Regions from separate parts of the Mus musculus genome. Here region 1 is linked to region 2. The links are chromatin contacts, called in public HiChIP or PLAC-seq maps. All regions are on one chromosome and are shown on one strand. The core of a region is the stretch at or near the end of the contact, and the rest is flanking DNA. Distances in the headings are between cores, read along the strand shown.

Region 1 (6,385 bases), core at 1,895-4,394, 2.3 Mb after region 2:
GGTAGAGCAGGTCAGGGTGCTTGCCACCAAGCCTGATGGCCCGAGACTGCTCTGGGACCCACAGGATAGAAGGAGAGCACCAACTCTTGGAAGTTAACCTTAAGTTGCTTTGCCAGGGGTTTGATCACAGCCTCAAGGAAAGCAATGCCATGCCGTCTAGAGCGTGGTTGTACTCCTCTATGGTATTTCCTGATCTGTTGTTTTTATAACATTTGCCATGACATCGACGGCCCCAGTGGCCCTCTAAGCTCTTCCTTCTTCACCATCTTGAACACCTGTGCATTTAACTACTTTGATATTTCCATCTGGATACTATTAATACCTTGAACAATAGAGCTGAAAAAGAAATGTGAATTTCCGTCCTCGGAACCACTTTCTTCCTGTGTCTTCCAAAGGGATTGCAATGCATCCTTAGCTCAAGCCAGCGCTATGACTCTTCTCCCTGACCATGCCATTTGGAAGATGCCATGGTGTCTCTTGATTCTCTTGAGTAAATGTCTCTGGCCTGCTGTATGTGTACTCTGAGATCGTGGCTGTCTAATCTTTTCTGTAATCCTTCTGATTGTGTAGATTGTCTTCGCAGTGCAAGCCACTCGCCTGGACCTGGTCGGCCACTGTGGACTTCTAACTAGTTGTGCTTCTTTTCTCCCCTAAAAGCCGTCGTCCCTGCTTTGGTTTGGCTTTAGAAAAATGCACACAGCATGTCGTAATTTTCTGCTTCAGACACTAATGGCCTTTAGCGATCGTTTTTAGAGTCCACTGCGAGCCCTGCACCGAGGCCGGATGAGAGGCGCTGCCTGCTTCTACCCCGGCTGAGCTCCTCAGGCTGCACTTGGGTTCTTGAATGTGGAGTCTCTTCTTGCTTCAGAGGCTTCACTGCCTATCCGTAGCTTGAGTCACTTTATTGTAGTTGTTTTATGGCAGTATTTTTTGGTCGTTTATAGCTCAAGTTCCAGACATCTCCCGGGTTGTCTTGTCTTTGTGTGTGTGTGTGTGTATGTGTGTGTGTGTGTGTGTGTGTGTGTGTGTGTGTGTGTGTGTGTGTGAGACATACTAATGCATGCATGCCACGCCTCCCTTTCCTTTACCGCTTTCCCTTCCCTTTCTCTTTTTGTTTGTTTTCTTTCTCCTCCCGCACCCCTACTCTTTCCTCCTCCCTCCCTGATTTTCTTTTTACACAGGGTTCTGTAGTGGCTGAGGCTTGCTTTGAACCCTTGTTTCCTGTAAGCATGAATATGTAACCATATTCAGTTAATTTCTTCAACATTTTTACTTTGTGAAATTATTTAGATTTCTCCTTCTCCCTCTCCCTTCTCCCCTCTCTCCTCTCCCTCTTCCCCTCTCCCTCTCTCTCTCTCCCTCTCTCCTCTCCTCTCTCACCTCTCCCTCACTTTCTCCTTCCCCTCCCCCTCCAGTCCTAACTGTCTTAGAGCTTGTTATGTAGACCAGACTGGCCTTGAACTCAGAGTTCTACCTGCCTCTGCCTTTTGAGTACAGGCATTAAAGGCTTTCACTACCACGGACGCCACACCACCCAAGTCTCCCTAAATCAATCAATCTATCTTTCTTTCTTTCTTTTTTTCTTTTTCCTAGACAGGGTTTCTCTGTGTAGCCCTGGCTGTCCTAGAACTCCCTCTGTAGATCAGGCTGGCCTCGAACTCAGAGATCAACCTGCTTCTGCCTCCCAAGTGCTGGGATTAAAGGTGTGTGCCACCACTGCCCACCCTCCCTGAATATGAATGAATAATGAACAAAATTCTGTCTTCTAAGGTGCTTTAATTTTTTTTTTTATTTTACAGCAATGAGAAGAACATTTGACTAGTAAAGTGATGTTTATTTATTTTTTTTTTAAGATTTATTTATTTATTTATTTATTTATTATATGTAAGTACACTGTAGCTGTCTTCAGACACTCCAGAAGAGGGAGTTCACATCTCGTGATTGGATGGTTGTGAGCCACCATGTGGTTGCTGGGATTTGAACTCCTGACCTTCGGAAGAGCAGTCGGGTGCTCTTACCCACTGAGCCATCTCACCAGCCCTGTTTATTTATTTCTGCTGGGACGTTTTGCCTTCTTATAACTTCCTTAAATTGTCCATCAGTCCTTCCATTCAAAGCATGTAGAACAAATCTGATTGCTCTTTCTTCGTATTAGCACTGTCTTCAACCAAGGTGGAGTCATTTCGGTCTTCCCCAACATGCATGCCCACATGTATTAGTTACCTTTCTGGCGCCTTGATGAAACAGTATGACAGAGACAGCTCAAGGAAGAAAGAGCCTGTTGTGGCTTATGGTTCTAGATGGGTGAGAGTCCATGGTGGTGGGGAAACCTTAGTTGTACATGCTAGGCATGAAGGCTGGAGCAGCAAGCTGAGAGCTCACTGCTGAACCACAAACACAAAGCAGGGTGCAACCAAGAGGAAGGCTGAGGCTACTCATAGCATGCTTCCAGTGATCCATCTCCTGGAGCAAGCCTGCTGAATCTCCCCAAACAGCACCAGCTCCCATAGACCACGTGCTGAGATCTGTGAGCCTGAGGGGATTATTGAAACCACCACACTGTCTTCCACTGGGGTGTGGCTCTAAATCCTATGGTCCCTGCCGCTGTCTTTGGGGTCCTCCCCTCGTCCTTAGCCATTATGAAAGAGAATACTGTTACCATAATCCACGCTGCGTCATCTTTGCTTGGTTCTGTGAGCTGTTGCTGTATTGTCCTGAAAGATGCTTCTGAGGAACCAGTGTGTGTGTCTCTTTCTGGTCATTTACACTTAGTCCACATTGAACCTGCAGTGAAGTAACTCTCGTCTTTCTCTAACACACACATAAAATATTTCCACTGATTTCCTGTCCTGGGGTAAGGAAATGTGCTCTTGGCTTATTTTGAGTCAGTCTGTTAAACTTTGTTCACCTAGTTTCTAAGCTGTGACTCCTGTTTAACTTATTTTCCTAGTTCCATGCATACATGTGGTTTCCACCAGTGCACTCTTACTCAGAGTAGTAGGAAACAGTCGCTAGACAAGTGTAATTATGTCATAACTATACTCACTAATGAGCCAGTAACGAGCAGGAGCAAAGGAGGTCCTGAGAGAGCTTTGTGGCTCAGGTGAAGCTGCTCACTTAGAAAGCTCAGGCCCTGGATCAGCCCCTGACCCTGCTGGCAGGGTGGGGAGAAGGCTGCAGAAAGGAGTTTTAGGACAGAGTTTAAAGGAAGTGATTTCTCCCTGGGACTCTTACTGTTTCTTCTTCTCTTCCTCTTCCTCTTCCTCTTCCTCTCCTCCCCTCCCCTCCCCTCCCCTCCTCTTTTCTTGTCTTTTTAAAGGAGAACTATTTTTGATTTATGTGAGACTGCATATGTCTGCAATAACCCAGCTGGCCTGGCACTGGTGATCTTCCTGCCCCATCTTCCTGAGTGCCAGGGATTACAGCTGCTTGCCACAGTGCCTGAATTGAAATATCCCTGATCTGGTGGCAAGTTTGTGTTTGGACTGTAGAGTACAAAATTATCTTTTTTTAGGATTACTAAATGCATTATGATACAATAATGATAATAGTGTACTTATAGTGCCACTACTGCCTAGATTTCATTTATACCATCTTCTTTTAAAAACAGGCATTTTTTTAAAATTAAAAAAAGTTTTATGGCTGCATATTGTAATTTATAAATTATATATTTTAATTAAACAAAAATTTAAAGTTGTGAAATTTTAGTGAACTAATCAGTTAGATTTTTTTTGTTGTTGATACTGTTATTTTATTATCCAGTGTTTAAACAGGAAAAGGCCAAAGACTGGTTCTAGAGGTTATAACCCCCCCTTCTTGTGCTATCCAAACACAGCACTTCAGTTAAGTAGAGATGGTTTTGTAAATACACACATGGGCAACTTCTTACATCAGCAATGGTGAGAACTCTTCGTGAATCTAGTTAGTTTCGTGGGGATTTTTCCTTTGATTTGTTTTTTTTTTTTTTTTAATTTTTTTTTTTTTTTTAATTTAAACCTGGAACTCACTGGTTTCATTATACTGGCCAGCAAGAACCAGGGATTCTCCTGCCTTAGCCTGTCGAGTCGTGGCATTACAGGAGTGTTCCACACCCAGCTTTTTATGTGGATTCTGAAGGACTGAGCTCGGGTTCTCAAGCTGCGTGGAAAGCAAGCGCTTTTCCACCTGAAACCCCCACAGCCATGAGTTCAGTTTTTAAGATTATTATTTTGTGTTTCCTCATAGTTTTACAAATTTAAGTAAAAAAATTGCTGTAGTTCCGTAGATTTTCTTACTTACCTTTAAACTTGACTATGGTAGAATACCACATTGTTTTTCAAAATGAGACAATACAACTGTCTGGGTTTATACTATTCAACTAATTGTAGTTGACCTTTTACAAAATGTGTCTTTTTAACCTTTTCGTGTTTGTTTTAAATGCAGATCTGGAGTTTGTTTTGTATGGAAACTGGGCAGTTTTGTGATTACTCTGTTCTTTGAGACAGGGTCTCACTGTGTCTGGAACTCAATACGTAGAACAGCTTGTCATTGAACTCATAGAGAGCCTCCTGCGTCTGTCTCCCAAGTCCTGGGATTAACAGTGTCTGCCACCATGGCCAGCTGTAGTTAACTTTTAAACTGTTTATCCCTTGTATTATGTGATGGCTTCTGATGAGTGACTCATAGCAACCAGGATCCAGAGGTTTGAGCTAATAGATACTCATTGAATTGAATTTTTATAGCATATCATTTCATCAAGAAGTAATTCTTGTTAAGATTTAATGATTCTTATGATTTAAGACAATGTGCTATTTAATCATTCATCGTGTTCTTAGCTTGGTCTTAATTAGTGTCATTGTAACTGGTGCCTTTAGATTTTGAATCTTGCTTAGTGCTTATTTTTGTTAGCTTTTTTGATTTATACTAAAGTCTCTTTACAGTAACTTAGCAGTTTTGTCCAGGTTGCATTCTTGTGAGAATGTTTCTTTATTTTGTAGTACATGCATGGAACTACTGAGCCATATGTGCCATTTTGTGTAACTTTATAATAAGTATGATTTTTATGAGTATCAAAATTAACACATTCTCTGATCAGGTCTTACAATTAGAGATGTTACTTACTAGTTGGGTAGTCTTGGTGCTTTCAGATTCTTGACATCTCATTCAAATCACTGAAACAATGCACAGAAATTTGCAAAGGTAGCAGGAAGACTTTTATTTTGTGAAGTGATGGAGTAAGTCGGATACACTGTTGAGGGGCACAGTGAGCCATGTAATTGAAGCCCTTCTAGGGCCCAGTTGGTGTTTGTCACTTCCTTTTATACGTTCACATGAAGGTAAAGTTTAGATTGGGATGTAGTTTGAATGGTTCAATATTTTGATTGAGAGATGTTAAATTACATGATCATTTTTGTATTATACATATGCCTTTCTATAATGTATCTGATTTTAATCATATCCATGCCCAATTATGTCTGGGCAGATAGTAAATAGAGGATTTTCACTTTAAGTACAGTTTGTTTAACTGCACATGTACCCCAAACCAGTTCAGACTGGATCGGCCTTCCCATTCTTTGGCATGGGCTGTGCGTGCTAACAGGATGCTAAGTGCATTATTCAGAGGAGGGGGTGTGTGCATAGTACATGTGGGTAAGGGTCTGGAGCTGCCAAGTCTGTTATCAGAAGAGGGGTGTGGACTAGCCACACCAAGGGAAGTCCCAGGCTTGCTAAACCCTGTATGCTTGCCTACCTCAGAGACGTCTGTTCCATCATGGTAATATGCAGAGCTGGTTTAATGAACATCAGATTGTAGATAAAGGAGTTGAAGGTCCCAATCCTCTGTAACAGGCAGAAAAGGGAGTATACATTGAATGTTCATCATAAACAACTTACGTAACATGCCGAGTTATCTGTTAAAGTGTATTCATTTCAGTTCAAGCAATGTAACTTGAGTGTGTGATTTGGCTAGATACAGTGCTTAGCAATGGGAAAAAAGATAAGTTAGGGCCTCTTCCTTTAACACTGAGCCTTTTTTTAAAAAAAAAAATCCTCTTTTGGGTTCTAGGTAGGATTGATTATTGACTGACCTAGACCAGTAAATTTTGCAAGAAGTGAAGAAGAGAAAGGGGAATATTTCCAGGTCTGCCTGTGAACCCTGCAGTCCTGAGTAGTAATCTGGGGAAGAGTGACATAGTGGAGGGGCCCTGGCTCTCTGTGTTCCCGACCATGCAGCTGATGGAGAGCTGGTGCAACACATGTCATGTACTGCTTCCCAGGAGAGAGTTTTAGCTGCCTTTCCTTAATCCATCCATCCATCCATCCTTCCATCCATCCATCCATCCATCCTTCTGTCTGTCTATCTTGGAAGTGTTTGCCTGCATGTGTGTCTGGGCACATGTAACCTTCT
Region 2 (7,236 bases), core at 4,585-7,084:
AGTGTGCCAATACTGAGCCAGGCATAGTGGCTCACCCCTAGGACCTCCAAGAATTCTGGAGGTTTGGAAAGGAGGATTCTTGGGAATTTAAGGCTAGCCTGGTCTACATTGCTGCATGATGAGTTCCAGGCTAGTCTGTGTTACTGGTTGAGAGGTGCTGCAAAACCAACCCAAAGCAAACCAACAAAACAGCCAAGACTATGTATCTTACGCTCTTGGTGTGAATGTTTTTGTTTTATTTTGTTTTGTTTTGTTTTGGTTTGTTTTGGTTTGGTTTGGTTTGGTTTGGTTTGGTTTTTTGTGACAGGGTTTCTCTCTATAGCCCTGGCTGTCCTGAAACTCACTTTGTAGACCAGGCTGGCCTCGAATTCAGAAATCCGCCTGCCTCTGCCTCCCGAGTGCTGGGATTAAAGGTGTGTGCCACCACACCCGGCTTTGATGAGGATTTTAAAGAGAGAAAGTTTTCTGTTGAGAAGGTGGTACAAAGTTAGAGTCCAGGCTGGGGGAAATTCATTGTTCCTCTGGAAATTTAGGGTTGCAAAATTTGCTTGGACTCAAGATAAATTTGGGATTGATTTTAATGAGAAAACAGGGGCTGGGGAAAAAGGATACTCGTTGCCTGTTCCTGAGGCTTTGCAAAGGGATGAGGTTTGAACCAAACTCCAGCTGAGGTGAAAAGCTAGGGACTCCTTAAATGTTGGCTGGCTTAAAAACTCTGCTGCGCATGATCAGAGCGTTAGGCACCAGTGCTAAAACTTTCAATTTGACTCGGGAACCTCCATCCTGATTACATTTTGGAAGCCTTCAGCAGCCAGAGTGGAACAGGAAATCATTACTGGATAAAAAGGGCCACACAGGAGGAAGTTTTTATTGGCAAATAGCAACTTACGTGCTCAGAATCCTATCATCATAGTACTAGAGACAGCTAACCCGGCCTTACAGAGGCTTCTCCCAAAAGGTGTCCAGAGAGATGACAGTCTTATCTTTTAAAGGCTGCCCTTGAAAATGTATTCCAAATGCCATTGCTGCTATCTTATTAGTGTAAATCCATTTTTTTTCTTGTTATCTCCTCTGTGAACATGGAAAACAGTTATCATCTTTTTTTCTTTTCCTATTCTAGAAGGCTGTAATTATACCTCCCACAATTTTCTCAGCTTCGAATGGAACCAGGCACAAGTGTATTTCTGACATTTGTTGACTCTCTAGGACACTCTCTGTCTTCTTTGTAATCTCATGTACCTACACACAGTTTATATCCATACATATGTATAGAGAGAGATCAAGAGAGAAAAACTGCTGAACATGATCAGAGAGCACTAGACACCATTGCTAAAGCTTGCAGTTTGACTCAGGAACCCACATACCAATTGCATTTTGGAAGTGTTCAGTAGTCAGAATGGTCTTAAACTCATGGCAATCCTCCTGCTGTAGCCTCCTGAAGAGTAGGATTATGGACATGAGCCAGTACATCCAGCATTTGTTGTCTCAGCCTCTGCTTCATCACCACTGTCCTCTGCTCTCAGCCCAGCATCTCCCCTACTTCTATCCTAACCCTGTGCCTTCGTGCACATGGGTGAGAGTGTTCATCTCTCACTCTTGTTTGAAATGGTTTGGTGGGGAGTTCCTCTTGCAGTGTCTTCCCAAGTGGTCTTCGACGGGGACCAACACCTCAGAACATCTCCAAACCTTTGCATGGTAGCACATGCATCTTTCTTCTTGTCTTTTGAGAGAGTGGCTGTTCTCCACTGGGTCTGGGGTGCTCAGTCCAGAGACTCAGCATCTTTCTCTTCACGAGGGAAAATTGTCACTGCTCCCCGCCCCCCCCCCCCCCATTCCCTGGGAATGGTGATGCAGGAAAAGCAGCATCTTGGCTGGGGAAGCAAGGGACATCTTCTGGAGGGTGGTGTTGATTTCTTTTAATGGGTTTCATTTTTATCTTTGTCCTTCCGTTCTCCGCACCACCTACCCTCATGCCAAGGATAAACCCAATACAGCTCCCAGGCGCTTGCTCGCTTTGGAAGATGAACGGGAATACTACAGCTCTGCTACCCAGAGTGAAGCCACATCAGCTGGGCTGCTTCAGTTGTCAGTCTTGGACACAGCTTTCTTGGAGTTCTTTCTTCATAATTAGCAGTTGTCCCTTTTATACTATTTCTATTCTTTAACTACCCCCCCCCCACTACTCTTCTATTCAGTTCATAGCTCATATTGCTTTGGAAATAGTCATCTTTACAAAACTCTTACTACTGAAATTTTAGGCAATTTCAAGAGCAAAGGAAAACCAAAACAAGTTTTTAGTGAACCATAATTAATAACACATTCTCTTCAATTCACTCTGACTTGACATGGTGGTACACTGTTGTAATCCTAGCACTGGGAGGGCAGAGGCAGGAAGGTTGACTTGAGTCTGGAGGACTTATTGAGTAACAGACTAACCAATGCTATAAACTCAAGGCCCTGTCTCAACAACACATAACAAAACTCAGCTGGTAGACTGGTCCATGCCTTTAACCTCACTCAGGCCTCCGGAAGCTGAGGCAGGAGAGTTCTGGAAGTTCAAGGCCAGCTTGATCTACAAAGTGAGTTCCAGACCAGCCAGCACTATATAGAAAGACCCTGTCTCAAAACAAATAGAAGAAGAAAAGAAAAAAAAAAACAAAAAAAAAACCAAAAGACAATTCACTAATTTGATTTCTATTTCTTACTTCTGTCTCCAAAGTTCTCTGAAGTGCATTTCATAGTCTATGGCATCTGGAACTCAACTGACATGGACTTGGTTGTCTTTCCAAAGTTGACTAATCTGGAACGTCTCATCCCAAGGACACGTACATCTTGATGTATAATCTTAGAGTGTTCTGGATGAAAATGAGAACTTTCTTTCTTATCTCGTTTCTGGTATTTCTCATGACTTGGGGATCATCTGCACCATTCTTATTTTCCTCTGTCTGAAGGCGTAATTCAGTCCACACAAAACAGTCCTGCTTCAGAGCTGACTGGTCAGTGACTGAAGCAAGCAGCACACACGACGCTCTTAGGCAAACGCCAGGCCTGAGCTGTGTCTCTGACCCAATGCACTTTATAGTAATATTTGAGAGGTTCCACTTGTATCAGACTTTTGACTTGAATACTTCCTTTCGTATAGAGGCAAAGAAGATGAAAAAAACCCATTCTGACAATGTAGGCTTTATTTGTTTCTTGCTCTCTAAACTCCCCAACAGCTAACTGTGCTTAGATAACTGATGGAATTAATGTCTGGGATATTGAAGGAATTACATGCCAGCGAAGGGGCTAGCTAGTTGGTAGAGTATTTATCTAGCACGAATGAGGCGATGGGCTCAGTCTCTAGCCCAGCATAAAGTTGAGTGTGATCCTTAACTGGAATCTCAACACTGGGGAGGTGGAGGCATGGGGGTCAGAAACTCAAGGTCATCCTTAGATTGTATAGTGATCTCGAGTCTGCATGAAACCAAGTCTGAAAATGGAGTGAGATAAAAAGATTGTAATAGGGCTGGTGAGATGGCTCAGTGGGTAAGAGCACCCGACTGCTCTTCCAAAGGTCAGGAGTTCAAATCCCAGCAACCACATGGTGGCTCACAACCATCTGTAACAAGATCTGACTCCCTCTTCCGGAGTGTCTGAAGATAGCTACAGTGTACTTACATATAATAAATAAATAAATAAATCTTAAAAAAAAAGATTGTAATAATAGAGCATGTTTGTAGAAGCAGCACTCTGAGCTTGAAGAATTCTGCGAAGAGCCTCACTTCTGAGGATGCTGGAATACACAGGACATGACACGTAGACTTAACTTTAGCTCCTTTGCTAACGAGAACGCCTTGCACAAGATACTTAATCTTTAGAAACTCCTGTCCCTCCCTTGCAAAGCAGAAGTAATACCTGCCCTGCAGCTTATTGTGAAGATTAAGTGTGATAATGTATGGAAAACTTTGAGGCTCATGACTGGCCTTGAGAGTGCTCATCCACCAGTTACTGCTTGGTATTTATGGTGTCCTTTTCTTTCAAGATAATAAAACACCTGGCATCATCTGCATTCCCGAAGTTCAACTATTTTCTAGCTGTTGATATTGGATAGTGAAAGAATTTTGATATGCACCTTAAGTCTATATCCAGCAGCCTGTAAAGATTCGTTCACGATACAGACTTTTTATCTAGCTCTTTGGTTTTGTTTTTTTGAGATAGAAGTGGGGGAAGGAAAGGCTTACTCTGTAGCCCAGGCTGGCCCAAGTACCCAGCCTGGTCTCCAACTTCTGCCAGTTCTACTACTTCAGTTCGCCAACTCCCAAGTGCTTGGATTACCGGTCACTAGAAACAGCTACAACCTAGGAACATCATAGGATAAAAAGCTGAGCAGGTGGTAAGATGGATATAAATATGTCAGCCAGTATCTTTCCTCATCCCAAATGCATCCCTTCTCAAGAGTCACCTGATCCTTAAAAATAGATAACTTTCAGCAGTCAGGAGGTAGGAACAAGAAGCCTGAGGCTCCAAAGGCAGCCCTGACTACTTAGAATTTGAGGCCAGTGTGGGATACCTATTTAGAAAAAAATACGAGAAAAAGTTCTGTCAATTTTTCTCTTTAAGGACCATTAAGAGAAAACGAGGAAAAAAACGACATTTTAGAAAAGAAAACATCTTCGTACAAAAGCTCTCTCAGTTCAGCTTTGTTATTCCAGTGTTGTCGGGTGTGGGTATTTTTATGAAATATCACATGCTGAAATGCTGAGCAGGTGCTGGGATGGAGATAAATACACAAGCTGGCATCTTTCCTTTGAGACAGAGAAGTGGCCAGTACAATTCCATTAAGTTGTTTTTGCTTCCAATACCCCCTCCTCCCCATCCCGAGCCTGGGATGGGACAGAAGACTTTAAATGGCTAAATTAGGTAAGGCAGAAAAAGTGCGCTGGCCTCGTTAGCTTCAAACTTCCCTATATGACTCGACTGTGCAGCAAGGACCTAGAAATACCTGTCCCGTCACTAACCTGCCATTTAACACAGCCACAAACAGTTTACTGTGATTTTAATCACTCATTCCTCCTCCTAACAGCCGAATACGGCTTCCTATCAATATGAGACACCAATAAATACTTCCCACTCCCTGGGGTTTGGGACACTCCCGGCATCTAGCTGCCTGAGGCCTGAATCCACTCCCTAGAGGTGACAGGCGCTGGGTGGTCTAGCTGACCACCATCACGGGATGTCTTGTGCTCAAGTCTTCTGGGAACTTGAAGTTCCCTCAGATCCAGTCTGGGCGGTAGGAGATGCAAGGACGACATCTTTGTCCTCTGGTCAGCAGCAGTGACTGTGTGCAAGGCACAGTGTACAGTAAAACCCCTCTCTCCTTCTAGGCCTTCATCCTGGCCCCAAGAAGAAACACAGGGCACTGGATAGCCAACCTGAGATTGCCACTGACTCTGATCATGACTTGCATGTCAATTATACCCTGTGACGTCGCTTTGCGTATCAGTCTAGAACAAACTGGATGGTTTCCCAAATGCTTAAATTAGAAGCAAAAGGCCAACATTATAAAATACAGACGTCTCCTTTTTTTCTTCTGCCTCACAGAGAACGTTAGCATCTGATGTGCTGGTGACTAAAACAAAAAGATACCGAATCCGGGGGAATTTATTCTTTTGTATGTGTGTCTGCCACTTTGTCCAGACGAACACTTCTGTTTGGAAAGAGCTGTTTTTCAAAAAACAAACAAACAAACACACAAACAAAGAAACAAAAACCAAGCCACTCCCTAGCTGGAGCGTCAAAACCTGCCTGACTGTAGTTTTTCTGCAATGCTGCTGTATAGGAAGGCTTTGGCCTTTTCTTTCTTTTTTCCTTTCAATCACAATTCCTAGGAGTCAACCTCTACCCTGGTTTGGGATCTCTTGGTTTCATTCCTTCAGCTGTTTGACCTGATTATCAATGAAAGCACTCTGGGATCTGGGGACAACACCCTTTCCCTTTTAAATGTGCCCAGAGTCAGCGGGCTCCTCCAGCTCAGAATTTAATTTGAGGGCTGCAAGAGCGGTTCAGTCCCCCCCACCCTGTTTTGAAATTTGATTCCCCCCTTCAGGTCACTGTCTGTCCCCTCTCTCAGGAGTCCTCCCTGAATCTCCCATAACATGAAAAGGAGCCCAGCTTTGAGAGGGACAAAAAAATCACAGTCACAGGACACTCTGTCAACATTTTAAGTTCAAACGGGATTCTCTTTTATAAGACCATTTCTTATTTTCTGTTTTTCTTAGAACCCAGCCCATTACTGAATTATAACAAGTGGGAAAAAAAAATGCTAAGAAGACATTTGTTAGCTATGGAACCAGAAAACGCTCAGGAAAAGACTGATTGTAACTGTGGCCTGTGTCGTTGTTTCCAGTCATCTTGTTTTGACGATAGTGATTTTTCTACTCAGTTTTTAAAAATAGGATTTATAACGTATGAAGAAATGATCAATCAAAAACCAAAAATGACTGAACTGCATTTAAGAACTGTTATTTTGTTTTTGTTGTTGTTGTTTGTTTCTTTTGTTTTGCTTTGTTTTGTTTTCCTTCTGTCTCTTCTTGTTTGTTTTTCAAGAGCCCTGGCTGTCTTACACTTTTTCTAGGCTGGCCTTGAATTCAGAGATCGGCCAGCCTCGGCCTCTGGAGTGCTGGGATTAAAGACGAGCGCCACCTGTTTCTGTTACAAGCTGGTGCTTTAAGCAAGACACATAGATTGACATAAACATATTCTGGCTGAACAAAGAGACAGCTATTAGGAAGAGAAGAAAATAATTTCCATTGAAAATGGTCGAAAGGGCATAAACTAGGGGCTTTGAAGAGGAGAAATCGGGAACACATGGAAGGTGAGCTGAGGTATTGGTTTCACCTTTCCTAAGTTTGCCCTTTGTGAGTTAGTGTGGTAAATAGAAAATTGTGGCCTAGGGTCCTGCCCCAGCAGGGTGTTCAAATGGCCTGTTGTGTCTTGGGAAGAGTTTCCTTGTTCCTGTGGTCCTCAGTTTTCTCATTCCTTTTTTTTTTTTTTTTTTTTTTTTTTTGTGGTTTTTCGAGACAGGGTTTCTCTGTGTAGCTCTGGCTGTCCTGGAACTCACTTTGTAGACCAGGCTGGCCCTGAACTCAGAAATCTGCCTGCCTCTGCCTCCCGAGTGCTGGGATAAAAGGCATGCGCCACCGCACCCGGCTAGTTTTCTCATTCCTTAAGAGAGTGATAAATTGTCTGTCTGGC

Evidence for each region. HiChIP or PLAC-seq counts read pairs in DNA pulled down with a chosen protein or histone mark.
Region 1: a contact with region 2 is called in an H3K27ac HiChIP or PLAC-seq map of embryonic stem cells, with 4 times the contacts expected there. The contact joins two enhancer-like sites. A contact is called at or near these places in 1 of 39 promoter capture datasets (frontonasal cranial neural crest) and 3 of 115 datasets of contacts at active chromatin or transcription factors (astrocytes and embryonic stem cells).

Annotation. Positions count from the first base shown.
Region 1 is chr14:101,658,852-101,665,236 of GRCm38.p6, forward strand. The region is part of intron 2 of Uchl3 (ubiquitin carboxyl-terminal esterase L3 (ubiquitin thiolesterase)); the gene reads left to right. Among named protein-coding and RNA genes, the nearest start is that of Uchl3, 8.1 kb to the left of the region's middle. Within about 2 kb of position 3,145, at least 34 of the 459 cell types and tissues checked have an H3K27ac peak or open chromatin away from gene starts, as enhancers often do. A contact at or near this core is called in embryonic stem cells, where this site is marked.
Region 2 is chr14:99,343,132-99,350,367 of GRCm38.p6, forward strand. No RefSeq gene overlaps it. Among named protein-coding and RNA genes, the nearest start is that of Klf5, 48 kb to the left of the region's middle. Within about 2 kb of position 5,835, at least 28 of the 459 cell types and tissues checked have an H3K27ac peak or open chromatin away from gene starts, as enhancers often do. A contact at or near this core is called in embryonic stem cells, where this site is marked.